Linked DNA regions of Pan troglodytes: all the other regions are linked to region 3. The links are chromatin contacts, called in public Hi-C and HiChIP or PLAC-seq maps. All regions are on one chromosome and are shown on one strand. Each heading gives the region's core, a stretch centred on a gene start, on an enhancer-like site or on the middle of the called end of the contact. The rest is flanking DNA. Distances are from core to core; before and after follow the strand shown.

Region 1 (4,096 bases), core at 1,554-4,053, 180 kb after region 3:
CCACAAAGGACCGTCTCCCATTTGGGAAAAGGAGATAGAAGAATAGGATGGGTGCGGTGGCTCATGCCTGTAATTCCAGCACTTTGGGAGGCTGAGGCAGGTGGATCACCTGAGGTCGAGAGTTCATGACCAGCCTGGCCAATATGGTGAAACCCCATCTCTACTAAAAATATGAAAAATTAGACAGGCCTTGTGGCAGGCGCCTGTAATCCCAGCTACTTGGAAGGCCGAGGCGGGAGAATCCCTTGAACCCGGAAGGCAGAGGTTGTAAGCCGAGATCAAGCCACTGCACTCCAGCCTGGGTGTGACAGTGTGAGACTCCATCTCAAAAAAAAAAAAAAAAAAAAGAAGAATAAACGGGATGTCTTCGCAGGCTCAGACTCTATTTTGTGTCCACATCCTATGATGAGTGTCCTCAACCCAGTGCATGGTTGGTTGTTGCAAGGCGTGCTGGGGAGTGAGTGCTAGCTAGGTGCTCTCTTTGCTTAGAGTCACAGATGTCTCCCAATAACTGCAAAAAACAGGTCTTCTAAGAGGGGGAAAGCTTTTCCCCTAAGGTCACATGGCCAAGAAGTGGCAGCACCAGGGTTGAACCCAGATCTGTGGGTCACCAAGCTCTTTCTCATTGACCTGACAAAAACATCATCGACATGTTTTATCCCCAGTAGGGTTGAGACAGGAATGATCCAGGGTGGTCACAGGCAGCCGTTTCACATGACTAGAGGCTACGGGCTGATAAGATCCTGAAAACCAGGGTGTGGACCAAGCTGGCTAAGACCTACTGGACCCAACATGGTGTTACATTCTACCTAGGTTTCACCTAGGATCTCATTATGCACTCATTAAAATACTAAAATTACCCACCCACCAGCGCCCTTGACAGTTCCAGGGACACCCAAATTTGGTGTAAAAATGGGTGGCACCACAGTCCACCTTTTTCCAGTTTTCATGAATATTCCGTCCCTTGGTTAAAGAGATACACAGTGGCCTGTTGTGGTGGCTCACGCCTGTAATCTCAGCACTTTGGGAGGCCAAGGCGGGTGGATCACGAGGTCAGGAGTTTGAGACCAGCCTGGCCAATATGGTGAAACCCCGTCTCTACTAAAAACACAAAAAATTAGCCGGCTGTGATGGCGCACACCTGTAATCCCAGCTACTCAGGAGGCTGAGGCAGGAGAATTGCTTGAACCCGGGAGGCAGAGGTTGCAGTGAGCCGAGATCACACCACTGCACTCCAGCCTGGGTGACAGAGCGAGACTTTGTCTCAAAAAAAAAAAAAAAGAGACACATAAAGGTAGCAGTCCCAAACCACCTTGCCCATCTCTCTCTCTTAAGTACGCCCACTCCCTTTTCTCAAGTGTGGACTTTTCCCTTAACAAAAAAATCTCCGAACTTTTCATGATTTTCTGATTCCTCCTTGAATTCATTCTTGCGACGGTGTTAAGAGCCTGGACACCAGCTGGGGTCGAGGCCCCACCAGCGTCTGGGGAGACCCCTCCTAGCCCAACAGTATCAGGGTCACAAAAATGCCAGGCTTCCTGGCCTCGCATATTTTATGCCCGATTTCTTTCTAGTCTGACTTATTTGCCCGCCCCCCTCCTCCACCTCTGCCTACATATATCCGAATCCCTAGAGGGGCTGTGGGGAGGAAAGACGACTAGGGACACTTTTTTTTTTTTTTTTTTTTTTTGAGACAAGTTTTGCTCCTGTTGCCCAGGCTGGAGTGCAATGGCACGATCTCTGCTCACTGCAACCTCTGCCTCCCAGGTTCAAGCGATTCTCCTGTCTCAGCCTCCCGAGTAGCTGGGATTCCAGGCATGCACCACCACGCCCGGCTAATTTTTGTATGTTTTAGTAGAGGTGGGGTTTTGCCATATTGGCCAGGCTGGTCTTGAACTCCTGACCTCAGATGATCCACCCTCCTCAGCCTCCCAAATTGCTGGGATTACAGGCGTGAGCCACCGCGCCCGGCCTAGGGACACTTTTGGAGGAGTGAGAGGCAGAGAAAGGCTGGAAAGCCTCCCGAAAGAGAGGCTAGACAAGGACGCCCTTCATATGCAAATGGCTTCGCGTGGAGGCGGTGTTAATATTTTGATTCTCTCGGGGGATGTGGTCTTTCATCTTGGGCTATTGAAACAGGAGCGAAGAGAAAGTCTTCCAGGTGTGGCGGAGGCGGGGAGGCTTCCAGCGGGAGGACTGGTGGGGAAATGGGGCGCCCGGGGAGAGTGAAAACGAGACGCCCCTTTTTGAGGCCAAGCCCACCCACGTGGCCATTTCCATTGGCCTCTTGCCTGATTCTCGGTCTCCTGTCCCCCCAACCTCAATTTTTTCCTCTTATTCCCCGTCTCCATCTATGCCTCACCCCTCTTGTCCTGGCATTGACCCCTCCTCCAACTTCCAATTTCAGATTCTGCCTCAGTTTCCCTGTTGACTGTTGAGTTTTTAGGGAGGGGGCGTTCATCATTTCCCTTCTCTGCTACCAGGCCTTCCTCCTATTCCTCTCCCCCAACCATTCGTCCCCGTCCCACCTGCAACGTGGGAAATGCCCCCGGAGGGTGAAATTTACAAACACGTGACGGGCACCCCTCCCCCCACCTCCGCGACCCGCTCCCGGAATGGCCTGGGGGTTGGGGGGCGCTGCCAAGTCCTGTCCTCAGGTCCCCTCGCCGGGGCTGGCTCCCCCACTTCCCCGCCCCTCACCCCCCCACCCGACCCTGCTCGAGCTGCTCCAGAAGAGGAGCTGGGGGCGGGGCGGGGGGCGGAGCCCGCAACAAAGACTCGGAGCGAGCGAGGGGGCGGGGGTGGGGCGGAATCCCGGCCGCCGGCGAGGCGGGGGAGGCGGCGGCGCAGGGTCGCCCCGGCCGGGCGGGCGGGGTCGCGCCTGGTGGCGGTCCCCGCGCCGAGGCGCCGCTAGGGCGGGCGGGGGTCGGGACGCCGGGCTGGGGGCGCGTCATGTGGCCGCTCACGGTCCCGCCGCCGCTGCTGCTGCTGCTGTGCTCAGGCCTGGCCGGACAGGTAGGGGCCCGGCGGGCAGGTGCGGGCGCGGGTGGCTCCGGGAGAGGAGGGGGGCGCGGAGGGTTCCCGGAGAAACGGGGTTGGGAGGCTCCACAAGCCCCCCCAGCTGCAGGGCGGCGAGGGGCGGGGGTCGCAGCGGGGGAGGGGCCGGGACGTGCACTCTCTGGCTTGGGAGAGGACAAGGGGGGCTTCAAATCCAGCCTCAAGCTGGGCTGGTTTGGGGGGTGGCGTCTTTGGGATTCTCAACCCCTCCATGGCCCCGAGCCCCCACCCCGCCATCTCGCTGGAGCTGAATGGGGTTGGGAGGGAAACTTCAGGGGGCATTGGAGGGGGGCGGTTGCTTACCCTTGACTTCCTCTTCGGGGCCGAGATGCCCAGTTTCTGAAGCCCCCCACTCCTCGCCTGCAGCCCCCAGTGTGGGGCAGGGGACGGGACTCACGTGAGAGTGACTGACGGGGACGCGTGTGAAATGCTGTGGGGGTGCAGGGTAAACGTGTGTGTCTTTGTGTCGTGGTTGGGTGTGACCGGGGGGAGTTTGTGTGTGTGGCGGTTGGGGGGCTTGTCCAACTAGTGCCTGAGTTGGGGTGTGATCAGTACGTGAGACAGAGTCTGTGTGTGACCGTGTCCTCATTACTGGCTCCAGATGACTGGGTGTTGTACAATACGTGTGTGGCCAGGTGTGTGGCCGTGTGAGAGCCTTGGAGTGAGCGTGTGCTATTCTGTACCTTTGGGTAAATCACTCTAAAAGGGTGTGTGTGTGTGTGCAAACGTGTCCATCCATGCACGTGTGTGTGTGTGTCTTGGTGCCTTGCTCACAACCGCACACGCCATTCATACCCTTACAGAAGCAGGTCTCCCTCCCCATGGCACCTTTCTCTTGGGCAGGCTCAGGGAGGCTTGCAAAATGTGGGGCGTCCACGCTCTCTTTTGCTATTGGAAAGCCCCTCTCCTCCTCCATCTTGGAAGTGAGAGCACCCCCAAGTTCTCAGATCTGTAGGAGTTCACAGGGGAGCTGGGATCAAAAATAATAAAATAGTCATTATGATAACAGTGATCATTCATTACGTGCTAATTTGAGAGG
Region 2 (3,971 bases), core at 655-3,154, 130 kb before region 3:
ATCAATTTCACCTGTTTTTTTTTTTTTTTTGAGATGGAGTCTGTCTCTGTCGCCCAGGCTGGAGTGCAGTAGTATAATCACGGCTCACTGCAACCTCCATCTCCCCAGGTGCAAGCGATTCTCATGCCTCAGCCTCCTGAGTAGCTGGGACTACAGGCTTGCACTAAGACGTCCGGCTAATTTTTGTATTTTTAGTAGAGACGGGGTTTCACCATGTTGGCCAGGCTGGTCTGCAACTCCTGGTTTCAAGTGATCCGCCCACCTCGGCCTCCCAATGTGCTGGGATTACAGATGTGAGCCACAGTAACTGGCCCCTACATTTTCTTTTCTTTCTTTTTTTTTTTTTTTTTTTTGAGACAGAGTGTTGCCCAGGATGGAGTGCAGTGGCGCGATCTCGGCTCACTGCAAGCTCCGCCTCCCGGGTTCACGCCATTCTCTTGCCTCAGCCTCCAGAGTACCTGGGACTACAGACGCCCGCCACCACGCGCGGCTAATTTTTTTTTTTTTGTATTTTTAGTAGAGACGGGGTTTCACCATGTTAGCCAGGATGGTCTCGATCTCCTGACCTCGTGATCCGCCCGCCTTGGCCTCCCAAAGTGCTGGGATTACAGGCGTGAGCCACTGCGCCCAGGGTGGCCCCTACATTTTCTTAGAGATGTTATGAACAGCAGGGTAACTAAAATGCAAACAGCCTCTTCCAGGCACCGAGGAATGGTTTAGTCTTTTTAGTGCTCTTATTTGCAAAAACCAGTTAACAAAGATTATCAACATTTCTATAGAACTTATTATGTGCCAGAATTAAGTCATTTATTCATGACAGCAACCTCCCGACCGCTGACAAAATAGGGACACTGAGGGACAAGAGGGGAAGGCAGGATTTGAACCTAATCAGTCGGGCTCCAGAATTCTGTCTCCCTAACCCTTAGATGATGTCACCTCTCAGGCTTCAATCTCACACAGCGCTACAGTTTTGTCATCGTTCCCCTTTGACAGGTGGAGAAACGGAGGCTGTAGAAATTCAGCACTTTCCCAAGGGTACAAGCCCAAAGTCATCGTGACTCCTGAAATCCCGCTCTTCATCCCTCTGCCACTCAGTTCACCATTACAGCCCTCGCTCACCTGGGCGCGGTGGCGAAAACATCGGGGTGCAGGTCGGCCAGGCCCACGCGCTCCTGCTCGAAGCCCCGCAAGGACTCGACCCAGGCCTGCACTGGGCGTCGATGAGTGGGTACCGGGAGCTCGACTTTGCGCAGCACGGGCTCCGGGAGACCTGGAGCGATTGCGGGGGTCAGAGGTTAGGGTCAAGGGTCAGACCTCTCTGTCGCCGCCCTTCCTGGAGCCACCCCGGTTGCCTTACCCTCGCTCGCCACCTGCTCCGGGTTCTCGGTCGCACGCGCTGCCTCTTCCGCCAGGGAACTCAGGCCCTGCAAGGGTTGGGCGAAAGTGAGAGACGACCCCTGGACACCCCCAAATTTCATCCTTCGACCACGCCTCCAGCCCCTGGCCTCACCTGGCAGCCGGTAGGCCGAAGCCAGGCCCGCGCCCCGGCCCGGACCAACTGCAGCATCGCCGCGCAGCCTCCCACGCCGCGGGAGGTCAAGGCCACTGGAGCCTCGCGAGGCGCCGCTGGATGACGTCACGCACGCGACGCCGCCCTACCCGCCGCGACTCCGCGCTGGAAAGCGGGGTGTGCAAAACCGAAGATGGAGGGGGTCCGACCCGGCGTGCCCAGACCTCCACCCCAGGACTAACCCCCAGATCCAATTTTCACTCCTGCCTCAAGGACCCTCCGTAACACTGGGGAACGCGACCTCACAGCAAGAAGACCCAGCTTCCGTAGGCCTAGCATACTTTGGGTCCCGCCTCCGACGAGCCGGTGCAGGAATTCAGCCAATGAGACCTCTCTGGCCCAATTCAGCCAATGACTGTTAAGCCTGAAGGAGTGACCCCCGCCCATAAGTGGGCAGTTCTGGAGCGAGCAACTAAGGAATACAGCCAATAACGCTTAAACTTTTGCTGTTGGTCACGCCCACCGGGCCACGCCTTCATCCCGCCTCCAAGGCTGTCGGAGATGGTTTTTTCTTTATCCAGTTATGTGGTTTTGTTTTTTTATTTGTTTTGTTGTTGTTGTTGTTGTTGTTGTTGTTTTTTGAGACGGAGTCTTGCTCTGTTGCCCAGGCTGGAGTGCAGTGGCGCGATCTCGGCTCACTGCAAGCTCCGCCTACTAGGTTCACGCCATTCTCCTGCCTCAGCCTCCCGAGTAGCTGGGACTGCAGGCGCCCGCCACCACGCCTGGCTAATTTTTTGTATTTTTAGTAGAGACGGGTATCACCGCGTTAGCCAGGATGGTCTCGATCTCCTGACCTCGTGATCCGCCCGCCTCAGCCTTCCAAAGTGCTGGGATTACAGGCGTGAGCCACCGTGCCTGGCGTTTTTTCATTTGTTTAAAGGCAGGGCCTTATTGCCCTCAGAAAGCCTTCAGGATTGGGCCTGCCAGACCATGCCTCCCAGTTTAGATTCCCCAGGGCAGGGCCATGTCCCCCCGAAACCCCTCAGATTAGGTATTTGTGTCCCTTACCCCCTAGACCAGGGTCCTCTCCCCTACCCCTTTAAACCAGGTCCCGTCCCCTCTCAGACCTTCCAGGGCTCTCCAAGGACAGAACAAAGTGGGGAGTCCACAGATCCTGGACTGCCTCCCTTGTCGCCCCCTAACAAATCCGAATGCTTATTTTTAGTTTCTTTGTTTTGGTTTTTAGAGACAAGGTCTTCCTCTGTCGCCCAGGCTGGAGTGCAATGGGCAAGATCATGGCTTACTGCAGCCTCGACCTCCAGAGCTCAAGGGATTCTCCTGCCTCTGTCTCCTGAGTAGCTGGTCTACAGGTGCGCAAGCCCGGCTCATTTTTGTATTGTATTTTTTTATTTTGTATTTGTATTTTGAGATGGAGTATCGCTCTGTCGCCCAGGCCGGAGTGCAGTGGTGCGAGATCGCACATCTCGGCCTCCCGGGTTCAAGCGATTCCCTGCCTCAGCTTACCGAGTAGCTGGGACTACAGGCGCCCGCCACCACGCGCGGCTAACTTTTTGTATTTTTAGTAGAGAGGGGGTTTCACCGTGTTAGCCAGGATGGTCTCAATCTCCTGACCTCGTGATCCGCCCGCCTCGGCTTCCCAAAGTGCTGGGATTACAGGCGTGAGCCACCGAGCCCGGCCCTAATTTTCGTGTTTTTATTAGAGACAGTGTGGCACCACGTTGGCCAGGCTGGTCTTGAACTCCTGACCTCAGGTGATCCACCCGCCTCGGCCTCCCAAAGTGCTGGGATTACAGGCCTGAGCCACCGCGCCCGGCCTAATTTTTTTTTTTTTTTTGTAGAGATGGCGGGGGGTGGGTCTCCCAATGTTGCCCAGGCTGGTCTTGAACTCCTGGGCTCAAGCAATTCTCCCGCATTGGTCCCCCAAAATGCTGGGATTACAGGCATGAGCTACTGTGGCCCACCCATTTTTAGGTTCTTTACCATGTTCCCGATAGACCTCCAGGGGGCGCCACCGGATCATAGCCGGCTTCCCTACCAGTCCAGGGCTGTCTACTTGGAGGCCAGTGCGTTCTGGACAGAGCACAGCTGACAACGTGGTCTGTGAACCAACCTCATTTTCCTCTGCTGGAAAAGGAGGTTATGAGATTTCAGTGACGTAATGGAGGCAAAGCTTCCCATGCCTGGTACAAGGTGAAAAGTCAATAAATAGCATTATTATTCTTTTTTTTTTGAGACAGAATCTCACTCTGTTGCCCAGGCTGGAGTGCAGTAGCGCGATCTTGGTTCACTGCAACCTCCGCCTCCCGGGTTCAAGCGATTCTCCTGCCTCAGCCTCCCGAGTAGCTGGGATTACAGGCGCCCGCCACTACGCCCAGCTAATTTTTATTTTTATTTTTATTTTTATTTTTTATTTTTAGTAGAGACAGGGTTTCACCATTTT
Region 3 (4,213 bases), core at 1,143-3,642:
TGCCCAATCTGCTAGGTTGTTTGGATTTTGTGTTGCTCAGAGTACATTTGAGTAAGCTTGTAAAAATGTTTATCAGTCCTTTGGACCAGCTTCGTATTTTCACCAATATAGCCAGGCCACCCTCCTGAAAGGCCACAGCGGCGTGCCTCTCTTTCCTGCTCTCCAGCTAATGTTTTCCCTTCCACTTGGCTCTCTACAGGCTTCTAGAATAATTTTTTCCACAAGAAAAGTTGGTGATATTCCAAACACTTGAGTGTCCTCCTCACTCACACCTCAGAGGATAAAAAAGCATAAACTTTTTTTTCCTGTCTTCTTATTTATTTTTCTCAGGGCATTCTCCCTTACAAGTTATTTTTTGTTTTGTTGCATGTGTGTGTGCGTGCGTGTGTGTTTTTGAGACAGGGTCTCTCTCTGTTACCCAGGCTGAAGTACAGTCGCATGATCATGGCTCAACCTCCTGGGCTGAAGCTATTCTCCCACCTCAGCCTCCTGAGTATCTGGGACTACAGGCACACAGAACTATGCCCAGCTGATTAAAAAAAAAAAAATTTTTTTAAGGGCCGGGCGCAGTGGCTCACACCTGTAATCCCAGCACCTTGGGAGGCCGAGGTGGGCCCCCATCTCTACTAAACTGTCTACTAAAAACACAAAAATTAGCACGGCGTGGTGGTGGTCGTCTGTAATGCCAGCTACTCGGGAGGCTGAGGCAGGAGAATCACTAGAACCTGGAAGGCAGAGGTTGCAGTGAGCCGAGATTGCGCCGCTGCACTCCAGCCTGGGCGACAGAGTGAGACTCCATCTCAAAAAAAAAAAAAAAAAAAAAGTTGTTTTTTAGAGATGGGGGGTCTCACTATGTGTTGCCCAGGCTGGTCGAACTCCAAGGCTGAAGTGATCCTTCTGCCTCAGTCTCCCAAAGTTCTGGGATTACAGGCGCGGGCCACCACACCCAGCTAATTTTTGTATTTTTAGTAAAGACGGGGTTTCTCCATATTGCCCAGGCTGGTCTCGAACTCCTGACTTCAAGAGATCTGCCCATCTTGGCCTCTCAAAGTGCTGGGATTACAGGCGTGAGCCACTGCGTCCGGCATTGTCAAACGTTTTTTGTTCATTATCACCCTTCTTAGGAGAAAACCCGAATTATCCTAAAATTGAATTTACATCAACTAAATTAATTTCAATTTAATTACATTTAATATCTCCCTAAAGGCAGAAACTAAATACTTAGGGATAAATGCTGTCTGATAGAGCTGGCTTTGGAAGACCACAATATCTAAGATTTTTTTCCTCCCTGAGGACCAGTTTTTTCTCCTGGGGAGTCATCATGAATCACTTCGACTGAGGACGGTTGTGCTTAGAGCAAGGAGCTGAGCAATAAACAAGTAAATGCACAAAATTATACCGGAAAGCCAAGAATGCTACAAAGAAAAGAAGAGGGAGTGGCTGAGGGGAGGCCACTTGGCATCTGAATCATTGGGATCGGGAAAGAAGACAAGGAACAGTTTAAGCAAAAGGATTGTTTTCCCCGAACTTTGGTTTCTTTTTTCTTTCTTTTTTTTTTTCTTTTTTAGAGACAGGGGTCTCACTATGTTGCCCAGGCTTGTCTCAAACTCCTGGCCTCAAGCCATCCCCACGCCTGGGTCTCCCAAAGTGCGGGATTACAGGCAGGCGCCACTGCACCCAGTCTGAGCCTCAGTTTCTTCAGCTGTAAAATGGAAGTAATATCCTCCTCACCATGCTTCATATACAATAAGCACTCAATAAGTGAGCTTTATGATTATTATTATTTATTTTAATTTTACTTATTTTTCTGAGACGGAGTCTCACTCTGCAGCCCCAGGCTGGAGTGCAGTGGTGCAATCTCGGCTCACTGCAGCCTCCGCCTCCTGGGTTCAAGCGATTCTCCCGCCTCAGCCTCCTGAGTAGCTGGGATTACAGGTGCCCACCACCACGCCTGGCTAATTTTTTTTTTTTTTTTTTTTTTTTGAGACAGTGTCTCGCTCTGTCGCCAGGCTGGAGTGCAGTGGCGCGATCTCGGCTCACTGCAACCTCCGCCTCCCGGATTCAAGCGATTCTCCTGCCTCAGCCTCCCGAGTAGCTGGAACTGCAGGCACGCACTACCACTCCCAGCTAATTTTTGTGTTTTTAGTAGTGGCGGGGTTTCGCCACGTTGGCCAAGCTTGTCTCGAACTCCTTACCTCAGGTGATCCGCCCGCCTCGACCTCCCAAAGTGCGAGGATTACAGGCTTGAGCCACCTCGCCTGGCCTATTTTAATTTTAAAGGTTAATAGGACCAGCCCTGAAATCAGCCTCTGCCCCGCTGGCCCTACTCTGGTACCAGCAGCGCCCAGTAGCATACACAGCCGCGTGCGCCTCCACCTCCGTCCGCAGGTGTCGCTGTGGGTGCCGCGGCTGGGCCCCTCTAGGCGGCGACGGCGGCACCGGAAGTCTCGTTTTCGCCCGCTTCCGCTCTCTGGCCGGGCTTGGGCTGCGTGGAGAATACATTTTGCGATGCCTACTGGAGACTTTGAGTGAGTCGGCGATCGCGGAAAGGGGCACGGGAAGCGGTTGGGGTGCTCTGGGAAGTATTATGGGGCCTGGGTGCGCCGAGGCTGCGGGAGCCGGGCCTGGCTGACTTAATCTTCGTTCCCCACACATTTGTTTCCGCAGTTCGAAGCCCAGTTGGGCCGACCAGGTGGAGGAGGAGGGGGAGGACGGTAAGTGTACACGGTCGTCCAGGGTATTCGCGGCCAGGCCCAAGCCGTGTGACTGCCGCCTGCTTCCATCTCCCAGTCTGGCACCGTGTACCCACGTCACGGCACGTGTACCCCTGCCCCGCGCCATCCTCCTTGGGACCTGCCTGTTGCCAACTCCAGGTGTTCCCCGGCGGGTCCCTCTTCCTCCCATGCCACTGCCTCCCAGCTGTTCCCCTCCAGGGAGGAAGTTGTAATCTCCCGTCTCCTGTTTCTCTACTGGCGCCTGGTTGGCTTCATGGCCTGGCACCCACCTTCCTACGAGGGATCCCCCATCCTTGCCACTCCGAGTCCCCACAGGGCCATCCCAGTGCGTTGCCTGGCCAGCCCTCTGCCCTTGGCCTGCCTTTCTCCGCTTTTGCTGTAGGCGTCATCCCAAAAGCCCTTCCATCGCAGCTGGGGAGCTCCTGCCCCTGGAGCTGACTCCTCCTCCCTACGCTGCCTTTTGCAGACAAATGTGTCACCAGCGAGCTCCTCAAGGGGATCCCTCTGGCCACAGGTGACACCAGCCCAGAACCAGAGCTACTGCCGGGAGGTGAGTGAGGACTGCCACTCGGTGTCCGGGCTGCCTCTCCCTCCAGCCCTGCCGCTCCTGATCCCCATGACCCAGGGCTCAGTCCTTCTCTGTTTTTCCCCTTCTGCCAGCTCCACTGCCGCCTCCCAAGGAGGTCATCAACGGAAACATAAAGACAGTGACAGAGTACAAGATAGATGAGGATGGCAAGAAGTTCAAGGTGAGGGTGGGGGGTGCAGGGAGTGGGGACCCTTGTGCTTGGGGGCCCATAGACCGGAATGGGGTGGGGTGTGTTGAGGAGGTTGATAAAGGAGATCCCTTGGTCCCAGGAGCCTGACCCTTCTCCCCTCCCATCCTCAGATTGTCCGCACCTTCAGGATTGAGACCCGGAAGGCTTCAAAGGCTGTCGCAAGGAGGAAGGTGAGGCTCTTCTTCCCCAGGGCTAACCTAGAGGAATTGGAAAACCGTGCTCCCGGAGTTTGTGTTTAGAGATGGGGCTTAACTCTTTTTGTTTTTTTTTTGAGACAGAGTGTTGCTCTGTCCCCCAGGCTGAAGTGCAGTGGCATGATCTCAACTCACTGCAACCTCCGCCTCCTGGGTTCAAGTGATTCTCCTGCCTCAGCCTCCTGAGTAGCTGGGGTTACAGGCATGTGCCACCACGCCCAGCTAATTTTTGTACTTTTAGTAGAGACAGGGTTTTGCCATGTTGGCCAGGCTGGTCTCGAACTCCTGACCTCACATGATCTGCACACCTAGGCCTCCCAAAGCGTTGGGATTACAGGTGTGAGCCATCGCACCCGGCCGGGCTTACCTCTTTGTACCTATTTTGTTGAAGCTGAACTGAGGCCTGGGGTGCTTGCACTGTCTTGGGGCCCTGAAAAGTCCAAGGCACAGCAGTCGATAAATAGCAACTAAATAAATGATAAATATCTAATCAAAGTTTGATGAT

What was found. A called contact is a pair of places that touch in the nucleus more often than the background predicts. HiChIP or PLAC-seq counts read pairs in DNA pulled down with a chosen protein or histone mark.
Region 1: an H3K4me3 HiChIP or PLAC-seq map of stem cell-derived excitatory neurons shows a contact between it and region 3, with 2.0 times the contacts expected there. The contact joins the promoter of OLFM2 here to the promoter of EIF3G in region 3. A contact is called at or near these places in 3 of 7 Hi-C or Micro-C datasets (blood, induced pluripotent stem cells and stem cell-derived neural progenitor cells) and 1 of 1 datasets of contacts at active chromatin or transcription factors (stem cell-derived excitatory neurons).
Region 2: a contact with region 3 is called in a Hi-C map of stem cell-derived neural progenitor cells, with 4 times the contacts expected there. The contact joins the promoter of MRPL4 here to the promoter of EIF3G in region 3. A contact is called at or near these places in 2 of 7 Hi-C or Micro-C datasets (blood and stem cell-derived neural progenitor cells) and 1 of 1 datasets of contacts at active chromatin or transcription factors (stem cell-derived excitatory neurons).

Annotation. Positions count from the first base shown.
Region 1 is chr20:12,663,611-12,667,706 of NHGRI_mPanTro3-v2.0_pri, reverse strand. It overlaps OLFM2 (olfactomedin 2), which reads left to right and starts at 2,803. Exons shown (of 6, transcript XM_003316100.5): 1 at 2,803-3,015. The coding sequence starts at 2,953.
Region 2 is chr20:12,975,105-12,979,075 of NHGRI_mPanTro3-v2.0_pri, reverse strand. MRPL4 (mitochondrial ribosomal protein L4) reads right to left here and starts at 1,904. Exons shown (of 9, transcript XM_001164062.7): 1 at 1,511-1,904; 2 at 1,358-1,424; 3 at 1,120-1,270. The coding sequence starts at 1,567.
Region 3 is chr20:12,842,784-12,846,996 of NHGRI_mPanTro3-v2.0_pri, reverse strand. EIF3G (eukaryotic translation initiation factor 3 subunit G) reads left to right here and starts at 2,392. Exons shown (of 11, transcript XM_001162705.6): 1 at 2,392-2,528; 2 at 2,668-2,714; 3 at 3,202-3,285; 4 at 3,396-3,484; 5 at 3,625-3,684. The coding sequence starts at 2,509.